Linked DNA regions of Triticum aestivum: region 2 is linked to region 1. A link is a contact called in public Hi-C data. All regions are on one chromosome and are shown on one strand. Each heading gives the region's core, a stretch centred on a gene start, on an enhancer-like site or on the middle of the called end of the contact. The rest is flanking DNA. Distances are from core to core; before and after follow the strand shown. Region 1 has its middle 43 kb from the start of LOC123150792. Region 2 holds the start of LOC123101915 (flavonoid 3'-monooxygenase CYP75B3).

What was found. A called contact is a pair of places that touch in the nucleus more often than the background predicts.
Region 2: a Hi-C map of leaf shows a contact between it and region 1, with 6 times the contacts expected there. The contact joins the promoter of LOC123101915 here to the enhancer-like site in region 1.

Annotation. Positions count from the first base shown.
Region 1 is chr1B:694,284,747-694,292,638 of IWGSC CS RefSeq v2.1, reverse strand. No RefSeq gene overlaps it. Among protein-coding and RNA genes, the nearest start is that of LOC123150792, 43 kb to the right of the region's middle. Within about 2 kb of position 5,023, at least 1 of the 8 cell types and tissues checked has an H3K27ac peak or open chromatin away from gene starts, as enhancers often do. A contact at or near this core is called in leaf, where this site is marked.
Region 2 is chr1B:694,438,287-694,446,178 of IWGSC CS RefSeq v2.1, reverse strand. LOC123101915 (flavonoid 3'-monooxygenase CYP75B3) reads left to right here and starts at 3,560. Exons shown (of 2, transcript XM_044523158.1): 1 at 3,560-4,672; 2 at 4,919-5,767. The coding sequence starts at 3,755. The coding sequence ends at 5,563.

The DNA of each region.
Region 1 (7,892 bases), core at 3,774-6,273:
GATCTGAGCACATGGGCGTGCTTAGAAGGTTGATACGATCCTTCCGGTGGTCGCCATGGTCTCCGGAGTGGACGGAGTCGCCGGCTGCGAGCACTCCCGAAGAGCTCCGGCGGAGGAGGAAGAGGGATTTCGCCTACGGTCGATCTCGAGTAAAAATGATGATGGGGATGGATCAGTGAGTGCTCAAGGAGGCTGGTGGATAAGAAATAAGTGAGGGGGAGGCACTGGTGGCATCGAAATCGCAGAGGAAGTGACTGCGGCCGTGGTTGCCGGAGAGGAAGAAGGCGACCACCTCCGGTCGTTCTGCTTCTACGGGAGGCTTGCAGAGGGATGATGGGATGTGGTGAGGAGCGGAGAGATCCCGGGGTGGCCTTTAATAGGCGGGAGATGTCGGTTCCGCGGGTTCCCGAATGTGGACGCGGCGGCGATCGCCATGGATGGCGGTTCGAGGTTGTTGGCGTGGTCGACGGGGTCGGAGAGGACGGTGGTGGTCGGTAGGTAAGCCCTGCGTGCGCTGGTAGGCTTGGAGGGGCGCCAGGTGGCTCGGACGGTGCCGTCCACAGCAGACTGCGGCGGCGATCATTGATGGCAGACGAGGGCGGTGGCGAGGTCAGCGGGGTCTGTATGTGGCCGCTGGGGGTTGGTGAGGGCGGTGGAAGTCGTAGTTACGCCCGGGAGGAGCTGGGTGTCTCAGGGCGCGCCACGCGGCTTGGCGGTGCCGTGCCCGTCACGGTGGTCGGTCGTGGCCGGCGTGGACGGCGGTGGACGGTGCTAGGAGATGCGGGGAGGTGTCGGCAGGGCTCAGGGGTGACGCGGTGATCCAGGGAAAGGACAGGGCGAGTGGAGGAAGCAGCAGAGGTGCCACAGCGGCTCGATGCCAGCGGCTGCACTACGCGCGTTCTGCCGCGCTCTGCTCATGCACTCGAGGTGCTCGACAAAATGTCAGGGTGGGCTACAGTGATCCAATGAAGTTGAGATTTAACAGGGTAGGGCTACTTTGGATGAAAATGATGGTGGAAAGTATAGAAGGAGCAAGTTTCAAATGGTGGTTTAGTAAGTTGCCAAATTCTGTAATGCCTACAAACTGTTCGACAGAATGCCAAGTCCACCTAGAGGATATTGTTGAATGAGAAAATTGTCAGCACAATGTCTCATTTGACGATAAAGTTGATGGTGGAGTTGTTTTGGCAGAAGGAACAACCTGCGAGTGAAAGTTTTACCAGAATTCAGTTCTGGACAGAAACTACAGGGGATTATTTGGTGGGCTTGCAAGATCAAACTGGAACAAACCTTCTGGACTTAAGTGTTTGGTTGGAAGGACTACATGATGGAAAAAGTTCAGAACTAATTGAGAAAGCAAAAATGGGGTTGTAGTTATAACCTAAGGATGGGACAGAAATGAAAAGAAGATGTTTTGCTCAAAACATCCAAAAGAACAAGTTATGAAAGTGATCTATAGGCATCAGAGGAGCTCTCAAAATTTGTGGAATTTTTAAAAGAATTATTTGAAATGATTTTAGTGCAGCCGGAGCATTTCAGAGATTGAAATACCATTAAAAGAATTTTGTTGGGCAAATTTTATTATAAAAATATTTCCTACTTAATTTAAAACTTAAATTAAAGGGTTAAGGAAAACTCTCAAACCCACAATATTTTCAAAAGTTTCTATATGGAGGGAAGGATTTTTTTTTAAAACAGAAAACAAAAAATATTCTGGAATTAATAAAAGACCTAATAAAATTCAAATTTTTACTCTGTCCAAATTTAATTAATAAAATGAAATGGCTAAATTTTTAGGGTGTTACACCGGTGCATTAACTGATTTCGGGAACGTTCAATACACCGGTATGGTCCGGTTTTAGAACCTTGCATGCATTTTTTTCTTATTCTGTTTTCAATGTTTCTTTACCTGTTTCCTTCGATTTTCTTTGTGTTTTCTTCAGTTTGTTTTGTTCCTTCTTGATAAATATCTACTATTTCCAATACAGGTTGCACATTTTTGGTATGCACATGGATCATTTTTTTGACACAAGCTAAACAATTTTCAAATACATGCTGATCACTTTTTTTGTTGTGAAGATATTTTTTCAAATATATATTTGAATATTTTTCCAAATAATTTGTAAGCATTTTGAAATACATGTTTAACATTTGTTTAATAATTCAAAATATTTTATAAAATTATATGCAATTCTTGACATTGTATTAACTTTTTTGGAAATGGCCCAAACATATTTTTCAAATGTGGGACCATCTATTTGAATGGTATGATGATTTTTTTAAAGTTATGCGAACTTGTTTTAATTGTTTTGAAAAAATAATGTCGCTAATATACCTTTGAAAATGTGTGATTTTTTTTAAATGTCATAAACAGTTCTTTGAATGGTACATTGACATTTTCTTTTACATTGCATGAACATTTGTTAAACGTGTGACGAACATTTTTCAAAATTTAAGTAATTTTTATGGCATATATGTATTTGCAATTTTTCAAAAAAGTAAAAGGAAAGGAGAAAACGAAGGAAACAAATTAACCGACTGAATAAACGAACAAACATGCTACTGGGTCGTCCTTGTATAGCACTGTCACTCGCGCCGCATACCATCAAGGCCTCAACAGGCCTAAAAAAAAATCAAGGCGTCAACATTTATTTGATTGAATTGTGCCGTATGCGCTCCAACGCGCGGGGGTACCACTGTACCAGCCCATGAACAAAGCACCCACACACACGGGGGTTAGGCACGTACTAACTGAAATTGCACTACCTGGAACTGCCTCACCCCCTAAAAAAAATTGCCTCACAAAAAAAAACTTACTAACTGAAAGAATGCTGTCAGGGTCTTCAGTTAGCTGTCAACCCTTTTTTTTTTGCGAGATATTCGGGAGTAGCTGTCAACTCTTTGTAGCTAACTGAAGACTGCTCAATTAACTCTTTGTAGTGTTTGTTTGTGTTTGTGTTGGATGACACCAGAATCTCAACTTTAAGGCAGCATGTCAAAGACTCGCAGGCAACCGTTGGAGAAGATTAATAATTATAATATTAACTGCCTTTTTTTTGCGGGCTTTAATGTTAAGTACCTACTGTTTTGCAGAACAAGCAAAGACGACAGCAGCTTATGTACAAAGTCTGAAATTAACAATATAATTTGCAGAACAGTTATCTTTGCTTGTCGACATTATATTCAGAACAGTTATAATGTACCTGCTGTATTAATTTTCGTTGCTGAAGCCTATGTACGTAGAAAATAGTAGTACACCATCCGATCCGAATTGCATATAGGCTGCGTCAATTGATCTGGATTGGAGGGAGTAGTGCAAATTAACAAGCAAAGATGGCAGCAGCAGTCCATGAAACAAATACTACGGGTACTAATACTACACTGAAAAAGGAATAAAAGAAACAAGATAGAACCTGAATTTGGTTGAGATGTTAAAATCAGACAGTTATCTGTATCATCTCTGTACGATGGGTACTACTACACTGAAAAAAGAAAAGAAAAAAAAGTAGCATGGCTATACATTGTGCATAACAAGTTCAATACTAGAAATGTGTGTTTCTTGCTGTTGCTACTCAACAACTAGGTGAAGAAGACAGCTCATGCACAAAACCTTGAAATAATTCAGTATAAGAATCTACTCCCTCTGTGTTAGTGATCTAAAACGTCTTAAAAAAGTTTACAGAGGGAGTAGATTGCATGCAGTGCCGTGGGTGGGATACAACCTGAACTATATTCACACGTTACTCAACATAACTAGAATAGGCTAAATCAAATAGAACTCAGTATCTTCTATGTGAAACTGAACTGGGATGACTGAACCTGATTTGGGTTTTCAAGCTCCAGAGTTTCCCACTAGCACCATATGGTGTTGAACTGAAGAACCGAATCATCTGAATAAAGGACAGTAGTATCAAAAGCAATAATTTCCAATTCAAGGTTGTCTTTCCCTGGCAACCAATTAGCTTCAGAACATCTTGTAGCATCTATCTGTACACAGGCAGTTCAATCCTATAGGCTTGCAGGCACAATGCAAATACCTACTATTGTACGTAGAATTTTGTCACCGGCATTGTCTGGGCTGGGCGTATTAACTTCGCCATGTTCACAAATCATAACTCAAACTCAGTCAAAACACAAACTCATTTTCTGCTGATGGATTGAAACTTTAAGCAGAATAATAACTAAACTCAAGTGCTCAACCACCACATCTGTACTGACACCTGAATAGCTGATGATGATTTATCTAAGATAAACCCATATTTCTGCTGGCAACGTTGAAGTAAAAACCAGAATAAGGGCGCGACCATCACAGGCTGATGGCTGCATGCATGAGGCCAGGGGTTTAACCTCCTTTTTTTTTAAAAAGGCTGATGACGCAGCATCAAACAGTTTCTGAATTTTTTAACCGTGATGCCAACGCAACTATAGGTTTTCTACCGTCAGGAGAATTGGCCAAGTTTAGGCAGCAGAAACACAACAACAGCTAGGTTTTCCTGAAGCCATGTCTAAGTGTAAATTTTTCTCAATTCACGTGCCGTCGTGTCCAAGCCTCCAAGGTGGCGACACTCTGAAGAAGTGAACTGTGGAGCGACGGTCAGGATTCCGGAGTCATACTCTGAAGACGTTAGTGATGGAGATGGCGCTGTGGAGGAGCAGTCACTGCGCTTGGTGGCCCTGATACAAGTGCGCCATCCAAGCCCGGCGGTGGAGGCCCGTTCTCGGTGGCGTGCAGGTATGCGTCGTGCACGCGGCTGCGCAGCCGCGCCCACGTTGTGGACGTGAGGGAACTGACTCATTGGTCGCCGGAGAGCAGAGACGGGGGGATGCTGTGCGGGTGTGTCATGTACTGCAGGTTCAGTTGCAGCTGTCGACAGTTCAGTTATGTGGAGCGTCATGAACTGAAGGTTCAGTGTAGCTGTCCATTTATTCAGTTATCAGGGAGTGTACCACTTCAGCAGGGTTATGAAGATCGAACGGCCGGGAGGCTCCAACGTGGATCTACGGCTCATGCGCTGAGTTGGATAAGCGTTTATGTGTGGCTAGGTGCGAGCCCCGTGAGGCCATTTGCAGCTCCTGGTTGACTGCCCTGTGGGGCTGCGTTGCCAGTTTTCTGTCTTTTTAGGGAAACGGTTTATTTTTTACTCCCTCCGTTTCATAATATAAGAACGTTTTTTTAAGCAGTTGAGGGAAACATCTTCTTTTTTAGCAATATATTGGCCATGCTTTATTAAACTATAAAACAACATTTATAAGGATTACATTAGGATCATGAGGCGATCCTAGCAAGAAATAACACCCTTGGGAAGAGAAACCCCCATGTCTTGCCAAATTGTAAGCATTAATGTTTGAGCTCCTACTCTCAAACTAAAGATACAGGAAGAAAAAGGCCTTTCCAACTCTTTAATCTCTTTTGTTCACAAAAAGAAAACTATTTAGTCTCTTTGATTGACTATCCCTCCATAATTACCTCTGATCCCTGCATGAATATGATCAATGACTGATTTGCAGTATGAAGCAACAAAAACCTGTCTCACGCCTAGATCTTCAGTTAACGACAAGGCCTCCCGACACGCTATTGCTTCGACTATAACTGGATCTACCAACCCGTTAATTACCAAAATAGAAGAACCCAAGTATCTTCCTTCTTCGTCTCGGCAGATTGCCGCCGTAGCTCCTGCATTATGATCAGTAGACGTCCCGGCATCCACACTTCTCACTCCCCTTTGAGTATGTATATTTTTCTCTTTGAGTATGCAATTTTTTTTGTGTTCCGTTCCTCCTACATTTATGTATGGATGTTATTTGTTGTTTCTTTAGAGTGTGTTTGTACACTAGAGCGGCTTGTTGTTGACATGCTTCATGAGTTTGGCCTCGATTGATGTTGGATGTTTTCTTAATTGGTTATCGGGTGTTTCTTTTCGTGAAGCATTGATGCTTACTCTTCTGACGGCCGTTCACTCGTGGCAACCTTTTGTCACACTCCGACTTTTTGCTCTTTCTTTTTCTTTTGGATTTCTTTGAATTTTGCTTTAGATTTCTTTTTTTGTACCTATGTGGTCTAACCTGGAAAGATCATCTCCGCGTTCTTCCTCGAGTGGCTTGTCATCCTCAAATCCATTCCAAGATCATGTCATTTCCATCTTAGCCCAAACACAAAATTCTTTTCTTCGGAATATTCCATTTTGTAATAAAGGAATAATCTTTTTTTCCATAGGTTGTGAAGCAACTTACAATTCTGTCACTCCAAAAATTCCCACAAAATTCTCAAAATTATTTTGGATCATATGGACCTTGGAAATGTAAAAATATTCAAGATTCCATGCTCATGTGACCACACCATCCAATCTTTGATTCTTGTCATATTTTCAGATTGTGAAGCAACTATATTTTATATAGCTTCGTAATTCCTGAAAATTTAACAAGACATTTTTCTACCAATATAATCTCACTCCACCAAATTTGAGCTTATTTCATTTTGCCATTATTTCTCTATAATTTTGCCAAGTTTCTGTCCAGGGTGAAGGATTGTGAAGCAAGTACCATTTTTACTTATCCAAATGGTACGAAAATTTTCCAGTGCCTTCATATACCCAAATAACTCCTTTCCATAAAATTTCAGCTCAATCCAATCATCTATGTGAGCACCACTTCATCTTTCTCATTTTTGTCCAGTGGGGCACATTGCAAAGCAAGTGCTATCTAAACCCATCCATTTGAGCTTAAACCTTTCCAAAGTGCTCACCTTAGTGAGTGATCAACCCCAGCTTAAGATCAGCACCCCTCCCCAAGTGAACCTTCCCTAGTTCATCACAAACACCTTGCTGCCAGGAGCTATAGTTGATGCTACCACTCAACACAGAGTTTATTTCATCAAACCAAGCTCATTCTGGATATCTAGCAAGTAGGTCCACATGGTAGATGATACGTCTCCGTTGTATCTACAATATTTTATTGTTCCATGCCAATATTATACAACTTTCACGTACTTCTAGAAAACAATTTATATTATTTTTGGGACTAACATATTGATCCAGTGACCAGTGCCAGTTCCTGTTTGTTGCATGTTTTTTGTTTCATAGAATATCCATATCAAACGAAGTCCAAATGCAATAAAATTTTACGGAGAATTATTTTGGAATATATGTGATTTTTGGGAGGTGGAATCAATGCAAATGGATGCCCACATCCTCCACTAGGCACCAGGGCATGGCTGCCCCTGGCGCGCGGTGGTTGGTAGTGGCCACCTCGTAATGTGGTTGCTGCCATTCTTTCGCCGCAAGAAAGATAATATCAGGAAAAGAATCGTGTTAAAATATCAGCGCAATCAGAGTTACAGATCTCCGGGAATTTAAGAAACGGTGGAGGGCCAGAAAACAGGAACACGAAACAGAAGAGAATAGAGAGGTAGATCCAATCTAGGAGGGGCTCTTGCCTCGCCCCTCCGCCACCATGGAGGCCATGGACCAGAGGGGAAACCCTCCTCCCATCTAGGGGGGGGGGGGCAAGGAAGAAGAAGAAGGAGGGGGTCTCTCTCCCCTCTCTCCCGGTGGCGCCAGAGTGTCGTTGGGGCAAGGATCGTGACGACGATCTACATCAACAACCTTGCTACCGTCACCACCAACTTTCTCCCCCTCTATGCAGCGGTGTAATCTCTCTATTCCCGCTGCAATTCTCTACTTAAACATGGTGCTCAACACTATATATTATTGTCCAATGATATGTGGTTATCCAATGATGTTTGAGTAGATCTGTTTTGTCCTATGATTTGATTGATGATGATGATTGGTTTGAGTTGTATATTTTATTTTGGTGTTGTCATATGGTGCCCTCCGTGTCGCACAAATGTGAGGGATCCCCGCTGTAGGGTGTTGCAATATGTTTATGATTCGCTT
Region 2 (7,892 bases), core at 2,311-4,810, 160 kb before region 1:
TCGCGTGTCTGGGCCGGTCCCACGGATCAGCGACCCGCTCGTGTCCTTGTGTGTCTGGCCTGGTCCCACGCCTCTGCCTCCACAAACGATGCGACGAGGCCGCTGGCGCAGGCCGCCGCCGCGCTCACCGGCGAGGGCCGCCACCTCCCGTTCTGACCTTGGCGGGGAGCAGTAGGTGCAGGTGGGCCGGAGAAGCTCGGCGGTGGCACACCTCCTCCTTTTTGCTGGTGCAGGCGGCCCGGAGGAGGCAACGACGGCGCGCTGGGGGAGGAGGAGGTCGCGGCGGCGTGCTCGTCGGGGGGGGGGGGGGGAAGGAAGGCCGCGGCGACACGCTGGAGGGATGGGAAGGCCGCGGCAGCGTGCTCGTTGAGGGGGGGGGGGAGGCCGTGGCGGCACGCTGGAGGGAGGGGAAGGCCGCGACGGCGCGGGAGGAACGCGGGGCTGCATCTCGTCCTCGCTTGTCCGCTGAGGTCTGTCTGTTGGGTGCGTCCACAGTCCGCGTGTGTCCGCCTCATATCTGCTAGGCGGACAGAGACCTAAGCGGACAAAAAACGAACAAAATCCGTGTCCGTTTGAGTCTTTGCGTTGGAGTTGCTCTTAGTTACATGTTCATATTAGGTAGGATGTTCACCAACTCAAACACGCCATCGTGACCGAAAGGCAACCCACACTCACCAGCGATGCCTCCCAAGAGGGTAAAGGCGCAAGCCGTTGCTGCTAGCACATCCTCCGCATCGGACATGGGTTTTCCCTGAGCGCTGGCAGGAGGGCCTTGAAGAGTCTTGAAAGATTTGAAAGATCGCTTGGTGTAGTTGAATAATAGGGCCTGCTAAAACCTAGTCGACTGATACTTAATCAAATCTCTGTCGACCATGCAACATTTTTTGTGATAGTTTGCAACATTTTCTACTATCGGGTGTAACATTCGCCTTGCTAGTTGAAGCTTGACGTCCCTCATCGGTTGTAGTACATCATCTCGTTGGTTGTAATATCCTTCATTGACGGTTGTAGCATTTTAGTTAGAACGGTTGTAGCGTTTGTTGTTGTTGCTTGCAATACCATCACAACATTTTTCATCGCCGTTTGTAGCATCTAGCTGTGCCGCCTATAGCAAAAAAAAAAGACGCTGACGCCACTCGACTGAGATTTCGTTAAGTCTCGGTCGACTGAGTTCTAGACACAACCTTGAATAGTGTAAAGCAAATCGGCATGGATTTTTTGTTTGAGAAACACCCATAAAACGTAGATGCACACATGCATAGACTCACACCACCATACACACACAATCACGCAACGTCCAAGACACCAAAACAGCACACATGCGATTTGATCCTTGTTGGCACGGACATTTACAGATGTTTCACAAAACTTTTGAACTGACCCCCCCCCCCCCCCCCCCCCCCCCCCCGGCGCCGCCAATTTTATGGGGTTGGGCCCATCCCTCTCTTTATCTCCCAATCACACTCTTTCAAGTTAACATGCCTGTTAAACCATACGTGACCTCCCCGTACATGTAGCATTACTTGATGTATTGATGTTGATTACAGAAACAGGCTTTTGCTCTGCTTTATAGATAAAGCCCTGACCAACTTACAAAACCCATATACAACACGCCACCACACAACATACACGCCCAAGGAAATATACAAGGGAGCCGACAAATAGCAACACTATCACAAACATCCCAAAGGAAACATCAAGTGAATAAATAGAGCATCGCTAGCGGTCTATGGAGCTCTCAACCATGTACTACACCACCGTGAAGAGACGATGTTAAAACTTGACGGGCCATGGACTCCATAGAGGTGCCTCAAAGGTACAGCGTCGTCACCGCCTGATCCAACGGATCAAGATTTTCACACGGAGTAACATGAAGGACAAAGGGCCACCACAACAGTGCCTTGAAGAAGGGATCGATGCCATGGACGCCGCTGCCGTCGGCCTGACCAGAGCCAAACGAGGTTTTCACCTGGCCACCACCCTCTGCTTCGATGCGGGGTACGACCCGTCACGAGAATGTCAGCCGCACTACCACCATAGAACACCAAAGACCCGCCACCACGGCGTCCACGAGGCCGTGACAACTAGGCCGTCAGTACCTGAGCCATGAGCTATGCCCACGGAGTCGGACCAATCTTGTTGTACTAGTAGACAAGTGGGGAAGTTGTTGTGCTAAGCCCCCACATAATAATCACACCAGAGAAGCAACCATTACAGATGAATAGTCGTAGATCGGAAGGATCATACCTGTAAACACATGAACCAAGAGTGGATCCAAACAAATCCACTTGAGTCCAGCACCGGCCGAATACCGCGAGATTCATTCGATGATGCTAGACGCACCATCAAGACGAGGATCGGATGTGTGAAACATTATTCGTATAGAAGGACATCATCACCGGCACATAATCCCAAGCAAGACGTTGAGCCTAACAAGAAAGCAGGGTCCGCCCCACCGGTGGAGTGCAATGTCCTCCGCACCAGCACCGACGACGGCGCCGATGGGAGGTGGAGTAGATTGTAGATCTAATCGCCAGTGATTCTTTTCCTGGGAGGAGGAAAGAACCGAGCCCTCTCTTATATAAAACATAAGGGCATCCATTGTGTGTTGGTGCCAAATTTGCCCATAATCGGGAATTAGGCATCGTCTCCACGACGTATGTGGTTCCCAATTACTGTACACTGGGTCCCACCATCAAATAGAATAAGATAAAAAATAACTTACCACCTCAGAGCATGGTTAATAAGAGAGCCGGCTGTTGGCTATATGCCAAGGCCATGTCACATACAGCCTTCATTACAGCCCACTTGTACAATAAATTGACTATACACTGGCTATTAAAATGACTATAGTAATCAATGTTTGTATGTGGATGGAGACAAGGAAGCTCACCTGATTGGGAGAGAGGAAGGAACGCCCAGCTTTTTACCTTGCACACGGCTGCATGTGGGTTACTTTTTCTTGTTTCTAGAGCTAGAGCCGGCGATGAGTGAAGCGCCCGCTTCCTTGTCTTTCTTCCCTTCTCTCTCTTCCAGCTATGATATTGATGATGTGAAATGGCTTATAGCCTGCTGATTAGGACCTATTGTACTTGCTCTCATCACAATGATGGGAAATCTGGCTATTGCTTTTGGGTGTTAGGCAAGCATACAATATTGTATTGGTAAAAGCTAGTTTGGCATTTGGCACCATCATTGTGGCATACGTACATGGTAAAGCTCCTTTTAGATTCATTTAAAGCATGGGTACCTCTTTCTGAACTGTACTTGACTATTATTGTTTTTTTTTTGGGTAACTGTACTTTTATTTTTGCAAGTGTGTTTTACTACAAGAAGCTAGAAGGAGTTTGTGGTGACGTGGAAGAAACATAGAGAGGAGTAGTTAACATATGCGGCTGCCAAGTGAGTGAGTGAGTGGTGCACGTCCCATCCCATTTTTTGCCATCTCCAAACGTCGTTTGGAAAGCTCTTGTGCTGTCCTTATTCATAGGACTGTGCCAGTTGCAGGCTTTCTTCCGATTTGGGTAGTTGGGAGGACTGGAGCGCCGCCCATTCTTCTTCCTCGCTCTGCTCTCATTGCGTCGGCGTGGGCGTGGGCGGGTAGGTAGCAGGACTGGTCGATCCGGCGATTTAGGTGGCGCACGCGCTCTCCAGAGCTCCCATATTTATACGGCCGCGTCTGCATGCCATGCGCCCGCCCAACTAACAAACAAACGTCCCCGCATCCACTGCCACCCTCCAAGACCCAGCCGCCATGGATCACGACCTGCTCCTCCTCCTCCTCGCCTCCCTCGCCGCCGTCGCCGCCGCCGCCGTCTGGCACCTCCGCGGGGCCAAGAGCCCGAAGCTGCCGCTGCCGCCGGGGCCCAGGGGGTGGCCGGTGCTGGGCAACCTGCCGCAGCTGGGCGACAAGCCGCACCACACAATGGCGGCCCTCGCGCGCCTCCACGGCCCGCTCTTCCGCCTCCGCTTCGGCAGCGCCGAGGTCGTCGTCGCCGCCTCCGCCAAGGTCGCCGCCGCCTTCCTCCGCGGCCACGACGCCAACTTCAGCGACCGCCCGCCCAACTCGGGCGCCGAGCACGTCGCCTACAACTACCAGGACCTCGTCTTCGCGCCCTACGGCGCCCGCTGGCGCGCCCTCCGCAAGCTCTGCGCGCTCCACCTCTTCTCCGCCCGCGCCCTCGACGCACTCCGCACCGTCCGCCAGGACGAGACACGCCTCATGGTCACCCGCCTGCTCTCCTCCTCCTCGGGCTCGGTCTCGCCCGCGGGCCTGGCCGTCGGGCAGGAGGCCAACGTGTGCGCCACCAACGCGCTCGCCCGGGCCGCCGTTGGGCGCCGCGTCTTCGGCGACGGCGTCGGCGAGGGCGCCAGGGAGTTCAAGGACATGGTCGCCGAGCTCATGCAGCTCGCCGGCGTCTTCAACATCGGCGACTTTGTGCCGGCGCTCCGCTGGCTCGACCCGCAGGGCGTCGTCGCCAAGATGAAGCGCCTCCACCGCCGCTACGACCGCATGATGGACGGCTTCATCAGCGAGAGGGGCGACAGGGCTGACGGCGACGGGAATGACCTGCTGAGCGTCATGCTGGGGATGATGCGGCAGTCGCCGCCCGCCGCCGGCGAGGAGGATGGGATCAAGTTCAACGAGACTGACATCAAGGCTCTCCTCTTGGTATGTCTGTACAAACTCAATATTTGTTTTCATGTGTTTATTATAAAGCTTTGCTGAACTCAACTTTTTTGTCTTTAGAAACGGAAAGATTTTGGTTATGTCACTTTTGTCAAACCCGAGTTTAGTGAAAAGTGTAAAAAATGAGCCATATGCAAGAAAATATCTCAGACGAATTATTACAAATAACAAAACCATATTTTTTTTGTTTTATATTATGAACTAAATCCACATGTTTCTTCTTTCTAGAATCTGTTCACCGCTGGGACGGACACGACATCAAGCACGGTGGAATGGGCACTGGCGGAGCTGATACGACACCCAAACGTCCTCAAGAAGCTCCAACACGAGCTCGACGACGTTGTCGGAAATGGCCGCCTCGTCACCGAATCCGACCTGCCACAACTCACCATCCTCGCCGCCGTCATCAAGGAGACGTTCCGGTTGCACCCGTCGACGCCGCTCTCCCTTCCCCGGGTGACCGCCGAGGACTGCGAGGTGGACGGCTACCGCATCCCCAAGGACACCACCCTGCTCGTCAATGTGTGGGCCATCGCCCGTGACCCGGCCTCATGGGGGGATGACGTCCTAGAGTTCAGGCCCGTCCGCTTCCTGGCGGGCGGGTCGCACGAGACCGTGGATGTCAAGGGGGGCGACTATGAGCTCATTCCATTCGGGGCGGGGCGAAGGATATGCGCGGGCCTCAGCTGGGGCCTCCGGATGGTCACACTCATGACCGCCACGCTCGTGCACGCGTTCGACTGGACCTTGGTTGATGGCATGACACCTGAAAAGCTCGACATGGAGGAGGCCTATGGTCTCACCTTGCAGCGGGCCGTGCCGCTAATGGTTCAGCCCGTGCCGAGGTTACTGCCATCGGCGTACACAGTGTGATGTTTTATCATGGATCTTTGTCGTCTTTCTATTCTTTTCGGTCCGATGTACCTTGTGTGGAAGAAAAGAGTGCAGCGAGGGGGGTGGGGAGTGGGTTGTGCCAAGGTTTGCAAGGCAGGAGACTGGAGAGATATCTATGTACCTTCTTCTTTCGGAATTACTTGTCACAAAAATGAAGAAAAATGAATGTATTTACAACTAAAATACATCTAGATACATTTAGTTTTTAAATAAATAATTCGAAACGGAGAGAATACGTCATAATTAGTTTTGTTGGTCCACAGTGTACGGACTATATATGGTTGGCGTTCGTTTTATTACTAATGGTTCCAACGTGTCGTCGGGGACTTTTGATTGTTTATTTATGTTGATCGGGTTAGTTTAGTCGGTCTGACATAGTCTTTGCCATTTCTTTCCTTGCTACTAGTTGGGTCTACAACTTCTTCGTCCGATCGGCTAGAGTTCTCTGCCTCCCGCCAGCGCCGATCCGTCCCGTCTCCAGTGGCCTTAGGACCATGGAGACGGAGTGAATCTCGGTCCTTTCCGGTGGGAGGGCTCCGTTTTTAGATTTTTTTTTTAAGTTTTATTAGGGTTTATGTCCTGTTCAGAAAGGCGAGATGGCGGTGGCTACCTGAAAATAGAATAAAGGTCTTTCCGTCTAGCCCCCGTTCCGCTGTTGCGTCTAGCATCATCAATGGGCGTGTGGAGGTGTGTCTCCTGCAGATCTATCTTTGGTGGATTTGCTTGCATCTGTTCGTCGTTTGTGTGTCTTCAGGTTGGATCCTTTTGATCTACACTCTTCATCTGCGGCGGTTGCTGTTCTGGTGTGTTGGTTTTATGGGGCCTTAGCACGACGACTTCCCGACTGTCTACTACAACAATGTTTGCCCGGCTCCGACGAGAGAGGGGCGATGACAGAAGCGCGCCTTCGTCTCGCTTCAGTGTTTGTAGTCGTCGCTAGGTGGTCTATGGATCTTGATATAATTTTTATTATTTCTAATGTTCATTGTACTACAATGATGAAGATGAGTAGATTAAAAGTTTTTTCCGCAAAAAAAAATATAAGCCTTTCATAGATCTCAATCTTGGTACAAGGAAGTATGCTTAGCTTTCATGCCACGGATACAAGAAATACGAATGTGACATGGGTATTTAAGCCTACACCTTAAGAAGGAAAAAGGGAGAATAAAATATTAGTATTTTGAGAAAGAAAAAGAGAGACCAATGTTACTTGCTCGACTGAACGACCGGTGAATTATTTCTTAGAGTCGTGATGCGTTTCACGAAATAGGGTTTCCCCCCGCTTTAGATTATAAAGCAACCACCGCAATAATATCCGACAATCACGGCCAACAAAAGGTCCGGCCAAGGAAACAAAAAAAGGTTGCCACAAGGGCATAACAGAAGTACAACAAGGACGGAGCGCCGGGGGCACAGCCAAACAACCCCAAAATAAGGATCATAGTATAACTAGTCCGGCTCAGGTGGTGGAGGCGGGAGCGGTGGCGCCAATGCTCCAGCGGTGGTGCGTAAGGCCGAGACAATCCTGTTGATGAAGTCCCGATCACACCGCTTGCTGAGCGGTCTCCATAGTCGTAAGAAGCCACACAGTTTGTAGATAGAGTCAGTCGCACGAGTTGGAATCACATGCTCAATCACGAGTTTATTGCGAGCCGTCCACAGGGTCCATGCTATCGCCCCCACTACTACCCACAGGCTAGGGCGCGTCCTGGCCTCTCGGCTTAGGACCGCCTGAAATAGGTCGGGGAGGTTATCATGGTTCCAATTACCGCGAATCACCTCCCTGATGCAGCTCCAGAGGAGGACTGCAGAAACCGAAAGAAGATATGGTTGGAGTCTTCCGGTACGCCACATAGGGGGCATAAACCATCCCCGGGACCATTCCATTTTCTAACTTCCGTACCCGAGGTAAACGGCCTCGCACCCATTGCCATAGAAATATGCGGATCTTTAACGACAGCTTAATCTCCCAAAGAAGGGTCATTTCGGTTGGGCCCAGGGTAGCTAGCATGGCGTGGTATAGGGACTTGGTAGAAAACCTCCCACTTGGTTCGAGGGACCAAGATAATGAGTCATCCTAAGGCTGGTCATAGTGGGAGTAACATAGGTAGTAACTTAGATGCCACATAAGCAAAAATGATGAGGTGGCAAGTAGTTAATGAGGAGAGAGGCAAATAGAGTAACATAATATGTTACCATCACATAGCGCTTTCCAATGCAAAATGAGTCTACAAAGTAATAAATGAAGACATCTATGTTACCACATATATGATATTACACAATATGAAGGTAGTAACATAGACTAGTA